2 separate regions of the Anas platyrhynchos genome follow, and region 2 is linked to region 1. A link is a contact called in public Hi-C data. All regions are on one chromosome and are shown on one strand. Each heading gives the region's core, a stretch centred on a gene start, on an enhancer-like site or on the middle of the called end of the contact. The rest is flanking DNA. Distances are from core to core; before and after follow the strand shown.

Region 1 (6,990 bases), core at 2,490-4,989:
ATTACAGTTCCTGAATCCTGTCGTCTTCCAAATCTTTTCTTTTCACCCTCAATGCTAGTCTTCCCTCCAGCACTTTTGTGTCATGGAATGTTGCCATCATAAACTGTATGCAGTTAGAATTGTTGTGAGCTAACATAAATTCTTACATAAAAAGTGTTGCTAACAACATCTGATTCTTTCCATGCAGGCAGTAGGTTAAGTGTAGTTCATAGCAATTATTTGCATAATGTATGTGCTGGAATTCAACTGTATGTTAAACTAATAAAAATCAAATAAAAATATTTGTTGATAATGTAAAAGTGTTACCTCCTGAGGAGAACATCTTGATTTTAATCCATTAGTACTCTTCTACATTGGGTATCAAGCTATATTTTAAAGCAAATAAAATTTTACTGGAGCTCCAATTTCATCATACTTGTTTTGTTTTTTCTGTATAACTTACTACTCTTTTTGTTTCTTTTTACAGTTCTATCTTCAAGACACTAAAAGTAGTAATGGTACCTTTATTAATAGTCAGAGACTGAGTAGAGGATCTGAGGAGAGCCCACCATGTGAGATTATGTCAGGTGACATCATCCAGTTTGGTGTAGATGTGACAGAGAACACGCGGAAAGGTAAGGGTATGGATCTTTTTTTTTTTTTCCCCAACTATATTTATTGGAATATCTTGCTGCGGTGTAAACCTGGAGAGTAAATGGTATTCCTGTTGTAAGAAAGGAAACAGTTGTTTGTTTGTTTGTTTTGTTTTTTTTTTGGTTCCATTCCCTCTTTTGTGCTGGCAGTGAGTCTTGTGGCTGCAGGGTAAACTAGATCAAGAAACTGATTTGCTGAAAAAAACTGGCTCTGTCCCCCTCCTCCACCCTGACAACTAGATTTTCAACTGACTTGCTTCCCTAAACCACATGCTTGGGTGGCTGTATGAGTGCTGGTGTGTTTTTGAATGGGTAATGCAGATCCAGAAAAGGAGGATAGGTCACTAGGACCGTGCTTGCCTGTTGTCTCACTTCAATTGACTTAGAGCAATTTTAAAACTTCAGTGTGAGCATGTGTGCATGGGGCTGTATGCGTAGTTCTTTTGGGTTTGGTTTTGTCGCTACCTTTCTTTCAAGCATATGAACCCTAAAGTTCAGCTGATAATGCGGCGGAAGTATGAAGCTGAGTTTATTGATAAAGTGCTAAACAGGTACTAAACACAGTAATTTTATTCTTGTCGAGGTATCTAGGTACTTTTTTTCTATGACTGGTACTACTTCTGGTTCCTGCAGTTACTTAAAAATGAGGATAGAAAAAAATTGCTAGCTGAAAAATGAAGTGATGGGGTTTTGTTTGGTTTGGTTTTGTTCCTGTTCCCCTCCCAGTATTCACATTCAGGAGATCTCATATTATGACAAAAGCTACATGTCTTTGTAAATCAATTAAAAATGCAGCCTCAGTCTCTATTCTTCTGCATTCATGTACCGTGTCTCAGGAGCCATTTCTGTTTTTAAAGGCTGGTCTGTGTTTGAATTATTAGATAGTAATCAATAGATGGTAATAAATATCATCAAGACTTTTAAGATACATAATGGGTCTGCTACTTTCATGGGCATCAGTATTCTGGCCGTGTGTGGAAGGATCCTAATCCAGTAACTGATTTATCAATAAAACAGCAGAACTGTCATCGCTGCATTTCTACTTCACTACTTTATTGAACAAGACCTCCATAGGTGTTATCCATGCTTATCCTTAAAGGAAAGTATATTAAGAAAGGATGAACTGAAAGAATAATGTTAGATATTTTTTTTGCTGATGGTAAAATTTTTATTTAAAGCACACAGAAACACACACACAACAACAAAAAACATTGTACAGCAGCAGATTTTTTGAAGAGCATGAAGTGAACAAAGCAACTATTAAAGTTGTAAGTAAAGGTCATTAAAATGTTTGTTTACTCACAAATTATGTTATTGAAAATTTAACTCCTGGGTGTTTAGTTGGTATAATCTAGGAGTTACTTAAAATGCTACTTCATGTGACACAACTGCAAATATTTACAAACGCTAGTAGTAATCAGTGTATCAGTAGGTCAAAGGAATACTTTGCATCTCCAATGAACCTGGGACTGTCTATTTGATATGGTACTGTCCCCACTAAAAGGAATCAAATTTGTACATGTCTATTCAGACCTAAATCAATATTTATTTTATTTTAAGATTTAATTGGAAAAAAAAAATAGTTCCTTTTTTTTTTTTATCAGCAATTATTTGCAATTCATTTACGTGAAAGTTTGTGGAAGTTTCACTGTAAGCAGTCACCTGAATGACAGCAGTAGTTCTTCCCAATGGCTTTGTGTTAGCTTTACAGGACACGATCCCTGTGACCAAGCTTCTGTGTCATGAGCGATCTGGTTTTGCTGCCTTCCCTTTGCTTTGAACATAGGAACTATACTCCAGAACTGCTAATGAATGTGCTGAGCTGGCTAATGAGGAAGGTGTACAAGTTTGCTGTCTTGCTCTCCCTGCCTCCTCAAGCAATGAATGAAAATTGTATCATGCAGGGGCATGAAACAGCTGCATCACAGCTAAAGTGGTTACACATGAATGCAATTGGAATGCATATAAAAGCTTTTTTTTCCACCAATTCATTGCAGTAATCTCAGATGTTACTGTTAACCTAACCTAGTAACAAAACACAGACATGAAAGGAGTTTTTAAATTAGTGGTTCCCTTTAAAACCATTTTGCATTCTGATATAACACTTTACTTGCATAAAGCATCACAGCATTTTGCTGTATGCAATTACAAGGTTATGACTGGATAGGCAGAGTGTATTTGGCTAGGTAAATTTTGAATTGCGTAAATATTGCTGGAATATATTTATTTTTATTTTATTGTTCAGGCTGTGTTTTAGTAAGTCATTTCCTTGCAAATATGACCTTGGTTTGGATCGTTAAAATAGTGGCACGTTCCGTAAGTGACTTTTTTTCGGGCTGTCTTATGTAAGCACCGGTTCTTCCAAGTTCTGCTGCCGAGCTGAAGTCATTAACAGGCCTGAGAGAAATGTTTCCAGCCCTCCTGCTTCCTTATTCGTCCGCTCGTTGTTATTACGAGCGAGCACCCAGGCCTGCTCATTTCCCTATCCTTATTGCCATGTTTATCTATTAATCACCCTACTGTGCGTTTTTCCCTGTGTTGGTGTGCTTTGCTTTATTTTCTTTTAGCAGTTCCTAAATGTCCTGCTCCTTACCAGGACTCTCTAAGAGTTAACAGTACCCGCTTGGAAGGGAGCGAGGCTTTCCAGCGCCATCAGTAAGAACCTGAGGAGTCAGTTCAAATACAGTTTGTGCACTTTTTTTCTGGTCAGGTTTGGACCTTTCATCCCTCTTTTCCTTGGCATGGAGTTCGTAAAAGCCTGTGCAGGTGGGGCACCCGCTGCGTGCAGTGTCCCAGCTGCATGGAACTGGCCAGGTGAAGTACCAGAGGCAGCCTCTTAACACTTCTGGGGTCGCTGCCCTGACTGCTCTTTTCCCAGTAACACGTGAAAAACAAGAAAAGAGCATCATTTCCCAGTAGTCTGTCTATCCATGAAGCAAAAGTTTTGAGACAAAACAAAACTTAAGATAAGAACCCCTTTTGATGCCGCTTTGCAGTCGGCCCCGTCAGGTTTCCTGCAGGCAGCGAGTTTTCCCTTCTTTGCCCTTGGTCTCGCCGGCGCTCCCAGGCCCCGCTTCCCCCGGGGCCGTCAGCGCCGAGCCGCGGGCGGGCATCGCCCTCTGCTGCCTCCTCGCAGCCGCCGCGCCTCCGCGGCCGGGCCGGGTCCTGTCAGCGGGAACCGAGCTGGAAACCGAGCCGGGAACCGAGCCCGGAACCGAGCCGAGCCAGGCCGAGAACCGGGCCTGGCCGCAGGCCCCGCCGAGACCTCTTCACAACGCGTCCCTCAGCCCGGGAGGTGAGTACAGGTTAGCGGGCAGCCATAAGGGGCTGAGGGACCTGCTGTGGCTGGAGGGGCATTTCCCTGTCCTTTGGGCAACCACAGGTCTCTTTTTTAATTTATTATTGTTTATTCTGAAGGAAATAATAGATATTCTGAAGGAAATAATAGAGACAGGAGGGAAAGCAATTCCTACTAGCCTCTCCAGCTGCCACTATAACACTTAATATGTTGCTTTGCCTTTCCCTTAGGCTGTCTGATTTTTCTTCTGTTTACCCTTTAGCTGTCGGTTCATTATAGAGTAAGATTTTATTTTATTTCTTGTTTTATAAACCAAACAAAATGCTCCGTGCCTTTTCACTGTCACTATTTCAGTCACTATTAAGTCCCATATTTATTTATTTAACACCACAAAAGCTTTAGATTTTAGTATGTTTTTTTCAGTGTGAGCATTCAGGAAAAAACTTGAGAATTACATAATCTCACAGTGTGCTTATCTGTGCTTATCTGATACACGGTGCAGCGGTAAGGCTGTCTGTTACCTTTGATTTCACATACCCTCGTATTTTCTTACTGAAATCAGTAGTTTCCTTATGGTGCCTTAAAGGAAAGGAGCCTTCCATGTGAAAGCAGTGTGAGTACAACAAGCTACAGCTAATACAGCTAATATTCCTAATGTACCTTTATTTATTCTTATACCGTCTTCTCAAGAACAGATTTGTAAATTCTGTAGAAAAAAGGCCCCCAAACCCATGGATTAATCTGTTCCAAGAAAAAGGTCCTGTCCTTTGCTGGCATGTAAATTTAATGTTTCAACTTAAAGGCAAAGCAACTGAAGGTGCTGTAGCCAAAAGGATAAGTATTTAGCTTTTAGTACTGAATGCAGGTTAAGGAAGAACTCTTTAGGTGGATTGTCTCCTGTATTTTTAGATTCTATTCAGGTAGCTTCCTCAAAGACCTGTCTCTTTTCCCTGGAGTACTTCCGTTGTCCTAAAACACCCATTGTCCTTTTTTTTTCAAAGCCCGTTTAACTGTTTTGCTGATATTAATAACTACGAAAGTAGAGCAGCTGTGTCTTATATGTTGGTGGGATCTTTAGGTGTAGTGATAGAAGACCATATAGTTACTTGGATCCAGCTTGCTGGGGTGTTTAGCAAGTAGCTTCTATCCTCCTTTCTGTGAGATTGAGAAGATTTACTTCCCAAATCATAGAACTACACAAGGAAAAAAAAAAAAGCTGTGATTTAATTGTTTGCATTCTTATCGAAAATGATATCAGTATAATTTTTGGGAAATGAGGAGAGAGATTGATCCTGATGTTTGAAGAATATTTGAAGAATCTTGAGTATCCTGAATATTTGGAGAGTCAAATACTCTATTTCCTTCTCTTATTCTTCAGGATCTTTCGTCAGTTCAAAAGATCCTGAATTCAGTCCTGGAGAAGCAAACTTTCTGAATCTTTCTGAAATGAAAGGTCTCTTGACTAGGGCTGTGTATTTCAGATACATACTACAAGCATACAACAGTAGATACATATTGTCCTGAATGCTGCTGGTGCTCATAGTGCCCAAGAGGATGTTCCTGTACTCTCTGTTGTGCTCCCTTTTTGATCTCTGTGTTTTTAAATAGCGATTACTTGGCAAGTTCCAAATGCCAAATGAGTGTCAGGTGACATAAATTGTTCATGTTACCTCTGAAGTCTCTAGATACAGGAATTGTGTCAAAAAGCTATCTCATTATTATGTTTATACTTCTATATTCCTGTTAACTAACACAGGTAAGATGCATTCTTTTTTACCCTTGTTTTATGAACCAAATATAATGTTTTAACTCACTGCAGTGAAGAAATCTTGCAGGCATTGCTCATTTGGAATAATTGGAATTGGACCTGCTTCATAGGCCAGGACCAAGTACACAGCCTAAACTGGAATTTCTAATGGTAAAGTTTTCTGTCAACAGAGAAGGTCTGAGAAAGCAGAGCAAAGCACTGATGCTTGAAGGCATTTATGCCTTTTCTTGTTCACCTGCCTTGGAGTTTCTTAAGACAGTTCACTTCGTTCTACTATATCATTAAGCATTGAACTTATAATTAAATAGTAATGGATCATGATGATGTACTATTTGTTTCTTTTCAGTTACCCATGGATGTATAGTCTCCACAATCAAACTTTTTCTTCCAGATGGAATGGAAGCTCGATTGCGATCAGAGTAAGTATAACTATCTGTGTATGGCAAAAAATAAATTTCTGTATTTTGAAGATTTGATGGGTATTATATTTAAAATCAACATATGAACATTTTTGTGTGTTCAAGCAAAGAAAGTAACTGAGAACATGGTTCTTCTGCAGGCATTGTGAAAAAATAAATCTTAATTTGATTGTCAGTTGTAAAAATCAATGCAACTATGAAAGAATAACTAAGTTCTTACCAAGTTTGACTTCTCTGTTTGGATGTGATTCTTAGTATACTGAAATGGTATTAAAAACAGAATAACACAAGAAAAGAGAAAGCAAATGAAGCATACCCCTGTTTTACAATTTGAGAATGTGCATTTATATTAACAAAAATAACAAAGTCTACCAAAGTGAAGCAAGTATCATCTCTGTCTGTACATGTGTACACATAACACTGTTTATATTCTTCAGATAAGTAATAGAATAATGTTTCCTCATGGTGTAGTTACTCAGTGTTACAATGAAGGAAAATTTTGTCTGAGTTGGAGGGGAAGGAATTATAAAATATATTGGATGAAAGAGTATTCGCAAACTAAGATGAATACCAAGAGGCTTTTCTGTGAATATGTGCATATATTGGAGAAAACTTCAAAGAGCGGTAGAAACAACAATAACAAAAAAGTAAACATTTGCAGTAACTGAGTGACAATTACAAATGACGTAATTTTAATCAGCTTTCATCCTCAGCAACTGTATGCCTTTGATTATTTAAATATTCCTACATCATTAGGATTCAGAGATATTTAGGGTATTTGTTTCTTGGAAGGCTAAAGTTATTGTTAAAGTTATTATTATGGAAAATTTTCAGTGTAATTGCATGTGCTAAGAAATAACTAGAAATGTGTAG
Region 2 (6,990 bases), core at 2,697-5,196, 38 kb before region 1:
ACTCTTTTTAAACATGATAATGAAACTAGCAAATAACATTAGCAAATGCCTGTTATTCTTTTCCACTAATGATCATTATTCTGAGGAAATGATCTTGCTCCATTTATTTCTCATTATATATCAGCAAGGACAGAAATATACCGCTAGAGAAAACATCTGTAGAAAGTATATGTATTCAGCAGCTCCTGAAAACAACATGTATCTGAAAATTCAAATCGGATTGTTGTTGTATTGATATGCACTGCAACCACACCATTTAGTCTTGCTAACGTCCAGAGATATGCTATCATGCATGCACAGAATATTGTGAATTTTATCAAGAACTGCAAGCAGTATATTTCAACAAACTGTAGAATCACCGGTGTCACAAGAATCTTGCCATTCCTTGTTTACCTTATTTTGTGAGACCACTTTTCCTGCCTGAGAAAAAAGTTACTATATATTCAGTCACTGGATCTGAAAAGCAACTGTAGATCAGCAAACATTTGTCTGAGCTAGCTAGTCTGAGATGACATGCAGTTGGTCCTCCCCCTGGCCCTCTAGCGGACAAGTGATTGCTATGAACCAAAATATTATTGTCTGTTCTCATCTGAACTGACACATTTATAGCTGCAGGAAAACCAACCTACTGCTCTGAAACAATTTTTAACTTTTTGATGCTTCAGCTTCATTCTGTATGTCTCTACAGCTACTTGTGAGGCAAGCTTGTTTTGCAAGGGATATAACATCAGGACACAGCTGTTCAAACTCTGCTGTATGTTTCCACATTACGTAACTGTAAATCCCTTTATATAGTGTTATATTTTAAAATTTGGTATGGCTTCATGTGGGGCAATTATGCATATTATTTGTCATATTTCTGGTAATCATGAGAAAAATTGATTTAGTTAGCTGCTGCTGAATGAGTCTCAGGGGTGAGAACACAGCAGAAAATTGTGCAACTCCAACTTTCTCCTTATCTATTTATTCTGTTTTCAACTTACATCATAATTTTTATATTGAAAATTGAACTTTTCTACACAGCACGCCTCATTCATTCCATATCTAACAATCTCTCTTTACACAGGATCTCCCACTAAGCAATCAGTTCACAACACCTTCTCAGTGACAACCTTAATCCAACACACAACATTTTGGTAGCCTTCTAGATCATCATTGCACATCATTCAGAAATTTATCGCTGAATTGGCTATAATGATGCTGTTTTCCTTCTTGGCAGTTGGAGATAATTTAGAATTCACAGCAGGCTGTCTTCAGCAGAGGATCCTATTTTTCAGCAAATCCTTCGAACTAAAGGGTCTTTCCTGCACTTTGGCACACTCAAACCAAAATCCAGATATTTAGCAGGTACATACATAAACCGTAACCCCGCCACATTTTATCATTCTGAAACGGACACCAGTTCTTTGGGGGACAAATGCAACAGACACCTTCCTTCCATTTCCCTTATCCAAGATGGCAATAGAGCATGCTGTATCTGCCCTCAGTTATGATGGCTATCATTAAATTTTATGGACTTCCCGCCCAGAAAAAGGATGGCCACCGAAGTGGCATCTTGCTGCCCTTACCTAACATGGCTGTGAAAGCTCACTGCCTCTTTTGGTTGTGTGACCAACAGTGGTTTGCAGAAAAGACGCATGTGCTTACACACCCTCTGTACTCTGCTGAGCAGAGTATAGTGGTTGATTACTCCATCCTGAACTCTCTCCATCCTCCTGTTGCTTTCCACTGTTTAAATAAAGATGGACACTTTCTGATAAGTATCAAATACCTCTTAAAATACTCATATTATAGTTTGTTTCCCCAATTCAGAATGCAACCACTTCCTGTATTTTTAATTTAAGTCTACAACTCAGCCTCTAATAACTTTTGAACTCAGTAGCCAATTTGAAATAGGATTAAAAAAAGTCTGAGAGAACTAAGTCCATCCAACTTCTCCGAAAGCTGGCACTCGCACAGAAGAGGAGGGCTCGAGTTAGGTCCCTTGATGAAAGCAGGCAGAACTCTGTTTGCTGAGCCACTTGGCAGCACCCAGAAATACTGGGCAGCTGGCACATGCCACTGCTTGCCCCTTGGGATTGTCGTAATGGGATTTCTCCAGGGGATAGAAGGAGAAAGGTTCAGGATACTATGATATGGATAGCACAGGCTTAAAAGACGCTTAAACGTGGGGTATTAGTTTGTTCTACTGGTCACATAAAACCTTGAGAAAGATATTGTACAGACAATACAGTATGAAATATGTTTAAATCGCATTAATATCTGAAAAAACAGTACTTACAGAGAACATCAGTAACTAATATCCCTCTTAGTTCTCTTGATCCTCTTACTCCCTATAAATGCTAATGCTGCTTCTTCATCTTGGATTTGACTTTCAAACTCCTTTCTCAATTAAACATGCATACACAAATACGAGAAATGCTCTCATAAACATTCTTTTCATTCCAACACCTGTTAGTAGCATTTGTTCCCGCTACTTCTTACTCCTCTCCAATTCCAAAATGTTCTCAATTATTTCTACTTTTGCAGCCCTTTCCCTCAAATTTAACTCCTGATAGACTTTTATTTATCCATTTCCCCATCCTCTTGTTACGTTCCTTTCCTCTTTTTGATTCATTACGGCATCCTGTATGCTATAAACAACAGACATATCAAATTTCCATTTACATAAAAGAGTAAATTAGAAATATAGTTGTCACAATAGCAAAGTCTTACAAACAAGCTGATGGAAGCTATGAGGTGGTGCATCATATACATACACCATCTGTAGAATTAAAAACTACCAATATACAACCCTAAAGCTTCCATATATAGTATATTTTCGTCTTCAAAAATCAGATGTGTCTCATTTTGGATTTAATCTCCTTGCTTCAAACACAGATACACAAACATGTTTTTGCTGTTGTTTTTTTCTTGGGATCATCAGAAGAAAAATAGAAAACTAGGCTGCAATGAATCCAACCCTCCCCCCTCAATAATGAGTCAAAAAAAAAAAAAAGGTTAAAAAAAATGACCCTGAGATTTTACTGTGCTATAACTAATAACACAGTAATCATTCTTTCTCTTAGGCACTTCACTGCCTTACCTCAACTGCTATGTATTTCTCTCCTATATTGCTGGCTAAACTGCCTGGCACGGCTCCACTTCTTTCCTCCACGGCCTTCCTGGCATCACAAAACCCTCCCATCTCCCTAATCCCAACACCTTGTCACAGGGTAATTATAGTGCTGGCACAACCCCAGCATCTATCCTATATCAAACAATCTCTGCTTGTTTGCTTTATAGGGACTGACTGACTTAAAAATGAATTCGGACTGGAGGGACCTGTTCTGCGCTAGCCTAGTGTATGACCTTGAAAAAGTAACACCCTTTCCTCGATCTCTATAAAATGGGGATAACTAGGGCTTTGTGCTATAGTTATCAGGCCTCCATGAACAGCTGAAGGAGAACATTGGGCCAGTGAACCCCATCTCTGTCCTCCACTGAACTTTTTGTTACTCTGCCTTGGGCCTGCGACAACTGCTTCAAGGGGTCCCCCCCACTCCCAGACAGTTACCAGAGCCAGCAAAACCCAGCCGGCCTCTCCGCCATGCAACATTCCCAAATTTCACACCTAGGATCACAAAATGGCATGAAAAACACATGGCAAGAAGGTGGGGAGGTGTTGGGGAGCACCCTGAACAAACCAGATATTGGAGGCAGTGCAGAAACCCTGCTCTGCCTTGGGGTGCCCTCACCTTAGGGAGGGCAACCTCCTCACCTCAGGGCAGTGGGGGACCCCCACTTCAGGGTGGGTGAGTGAGCCCCCACCTCAGGGTGAGCCCCTCACCTTAGAGCAGGGGAACCCCCACCTCAGGGTGAGCCCCCTCGCTCCTTTCCACACAGGGGGGGACGCACCCACCCTGGGGGTTCATTCACCTCAGCGACCCTCCCCCGCTCACCACCTCATAACCGTGCCCTATCCGCGCAGCCCCATTCCCCCTTCACAGCCCCTGAGCCCCTCACGGGGCTGCCCCCGAGCCCCTCACAGCCCTGCGCGGACCCCCTCACAGGGCGACCCCCTCACAGGGCGACCCCCTCACAGTGCTGCCCCCCCCTCGCAGGGGCTCCTCCCGCGCCCTGCAGAGGGCAGCAGCGACCCCAGAGGGGGGAACAGCGGCGGCTTCACGGAGCCCCAAGGCGGCTGCGCGGCTCCCCCTCCACCCCCAGCGCCTGCGCGGAGCCCGGGGGCGGCCTCTCCGCCTCGCCTCGCCTCCGGTCAGGCCCCGCCGAGGCCGGCTCCTCCCTCCGCCTGCCCTCCCCCCCCCTCCCTCCCTCTCTCCCCGACCCCCGCCCCTCCCCGGCTGCCGCACCGGGTAGGTTTCCAGTCACTATGGCGGCCGCTGCGCTGAAGGTAAGGGAGGGAGACCCAGCCTCTTCCCCCCCCCCCATCTCCTCCTCCTCCACCCCCGGGCCGCCCCGAGCCTCCCTCGGGGCCGGGCACCGCTAGGCCGGGGGGACGGGAGGGAACGGGGGGGTGAGGAGGAGGAGAAGAAGGAAGGGGGGCGCCGGGCGAGGGCCGCGTCTGACCCGGTTTGTTTTCGCCTCCGCAGGTCGGAGGAAAGTTTTCGCGGCCGGCGGTCGCCTGAGGAGAGGCAAGAGCTACCGAGCGGGAGGCGCCCGGGCCCGGCCGCCAGGCCTCTCCCGCCGCCGCCGGGTGGAGAAGCGTGAGGGGCTGAGGGGCGGCCCCCCCCCGATGCGCAGCCACCTGCGGAGGGGCTGAGAGGAGCGGAGCTGCGGCCGCCTCTTCCTCTTCATCCTCCTCCTCGGCGTCCTCCTCCTCCTCCTCCTTCTCTCCCCGAGCAGGGGGCTCCTGGCTGGGACCCCCCCCGGGGGCAGGAGGGAGCCTGCCCCACGCCTGGCCCCGCTGGCAGCAACCTGTCAGCCCGCTCCTAGGCCGGCCCCGGAGGAGTCTCCCCTCGCCTCGGCTTGTCCCCGGGAGAAGCAGCTTGCAGCCCTCTCCATGCCTTATCAAGTTCCTTATCTGAGTGGCGGCGAGGAACTGTAGAGCAGCTCGGCTTTATCAGGGGTAGGGGAGGAAAAGAGCGTAGCGCCTAAATCCAGGACCATCGGTTCGGCTTTGTTTTAATATGCGAAGATGATGAAATGCGGCTTGCCCTGTGAGACGGCTAGATCCCTGTTGCGGAGCGAGGGCTTCGTGGTCACCTTCCAGCTCCTCACCTGTGTGCTTTGAGAGAGGACGTTGATCCTTTTCCCCCTTCCCTAAACCTTTCTTTGCTTCCATGTTACGTGGGTCAGAATTTTGGTCAGTGTTGTTTACGGAAGGGGGAAAAAAAAGAAGGCAGTTGAGGTCCCAAACAAAAGTATTTGTATGACTCATCTACTTGGATTTGAGACATTCTATCCTTCTTTCAAGGAGCCTTTGCTTCTCTTTGAAGGAATCAGATGCTTGTTCCTATTCTTCCAGAGGAGGATGGATTGAAAGTTGTGCGTTTTAGACTTTTTCTGGGCCACTGCCGATGTTGTTAAAAGACATAATGGGGCTTTTTCACTGGATTATTGCCAGAATTAGTTTACACACTGAAACAATGAGTTGTTAGGCCTCTCATACGTGATAATGTTTGTCGTGCTTTAATGTAAAGTTGCTGTGGAGGTTCGGCTTAAAAATCGTGGAGGACAGTCTGCATCGGAAGAGGTTCTCTTCATCTCTGGTTGGTGTGGCAACCCCAATCTGTCCTCGATGCCTTCAGCCTTGGCCATCTTCACTTGCCGCCCGAACTCTCATCCGTTTCAGGAGCGTCATGTCTACCTGGACGAGCCTGTCAAGATTGGCCGCTCAGTGGCTCGCTGCCGGCCAGCTCAGAATAATGCAACTTTTGACTGCAAGGTGCTGTCCAGGAACCATGCTCTTGTCTGGTTTGATCACAAGACAGGCAAGGTAAGGCGTTTTGCTTTCTTTATTTAAAAATAGTGACTTTCGCACTTACTTTAACAAGACCCTGTGCGTTGCGGGTCACTTTAGTTTCACTGTAATAAATACAGTTACATGTGGAAGGAGTAAGATCTGTGTTAAAGTGATTAATTCTCAGGTAAGTTGATAATTTCTTACTGTGTGCAAACTTTACCTATTGTTAAAAGTACATAAAGCAAGCAGTTGAAGATAAGTGATGAAGAATTTGCATGCATATTGTTCATTACTGGGAATAAGTGATTTTGAGGTGAGTAATAATTAGAAATCTGAAAGCAAAGGATTGTATGAAGGAAGTGGTGTAACAGTATTTTTTTTCAAATGCTGAGAAATTATTCACTGGCTGTGTAAATAAATCTCATCATAAGGAGCCATCAAAAAACTGGCTTTAAAGAATGTTGGATTTGCGTGCCACTCTTCCTACTTGTCATTTTGAAATTGTGTATAGAGTGTTTTGTTTGGGTCTGATAGAAGGCTTGTTATGACAGCAGGAATGTAGCAAATGGCATACAAGTTATTTTCTCATTGATAGTGCAAATGATATTAAAATATGCTTGTGTTTTATTAACCCATCGCTGTTTGTCTCAAAAAGACAGTGGATATCTTGTTAAGTGCAATTTAGGGGCTCTGCAGTGCATGTTTTGTCCACTAGGGATTGAACTGGGACAAGGAAAGCCATTTTACTTAATGACTGTCAAGTTAATTTTAAATTTCCAACAAGAAATGAACAAAGTGCAGATTTCAGTTGCTCAGTACAGTATTTTTTAAAATGTATTGATATTCCACCCTAGAACTTCATCTGCTATAAATTAGCTTTTTTTTTTTATTTATTTTTTACGTTCCCTGGACGCCCTTCTGTGAAATATGGTCAGTGTAGCTCTCGATTTTGAGAATAATATGATCTGTAATTAATGCAGTATTTCTTAGTAGTATGACACAGCATGAAGAATAGTAGAATGCAGTCAAAGTTCTTAAGCCTTCCATTGTTAACTATCCCATGTTATGCAATACTTGGGCATGAT

The links. A called contact is a pair of places that touch in the nucleus more often than the background predicts.
Region 2: a contact with region 1 is called in a Hi-C map of subcutaneous adipose tissue, with 3 times the contacts expected there. The contact joins the promoter of DENND6A here to the enhancer-like site in region 1. A contact is called at or near these places in 4 of 8 Hi-C or Micro-C datasets (liver, skeletal muscle and subcutaneous adipose tissue).

Annotation. Positions count from the first base shown.
Region 1 is chr13:12,598,445-12,605,434 of IASCAAS_PekinDuck_T2T, reverse strand. SLMAP (sarcolemma associated protein) reads left to right here. Exons shown (of 24, transcript XM_038186175.2): 3 at 467-614; 4 at 6,045-6,117. Among named protein-coding and RNA genes, the nearest start is that of SLMAP, 38 kb to the left of the region's middle. Within about 2 kb of position 3,739, at least 3 of the 8 cell types and tissues checked have an H3K27ac peak or open chromatin away from gene starts, as enhancers often do. A contact at or near this core is called in subcutaneous adipose tissue, where this site is marked.
Region 2 is chr13:12,637,133-12,644,122 of IASCAAS_PekinDuck_T2T, reverse strand. DENND6A (DENN domain containing 6A) reads right to left here and starts at 3,946. Exons shown (of 22, transcript XM_072044624.1): 1 at 3,086-3,946. SLMAP (sarcolemma associated protein) reads left to right here and starts at 4,245. Exons shown (of 24, transcript XM_038186175.2): 1 at 4,245-4,393; 2 at 4,593-5,938. The coding sequence starts at 5,741.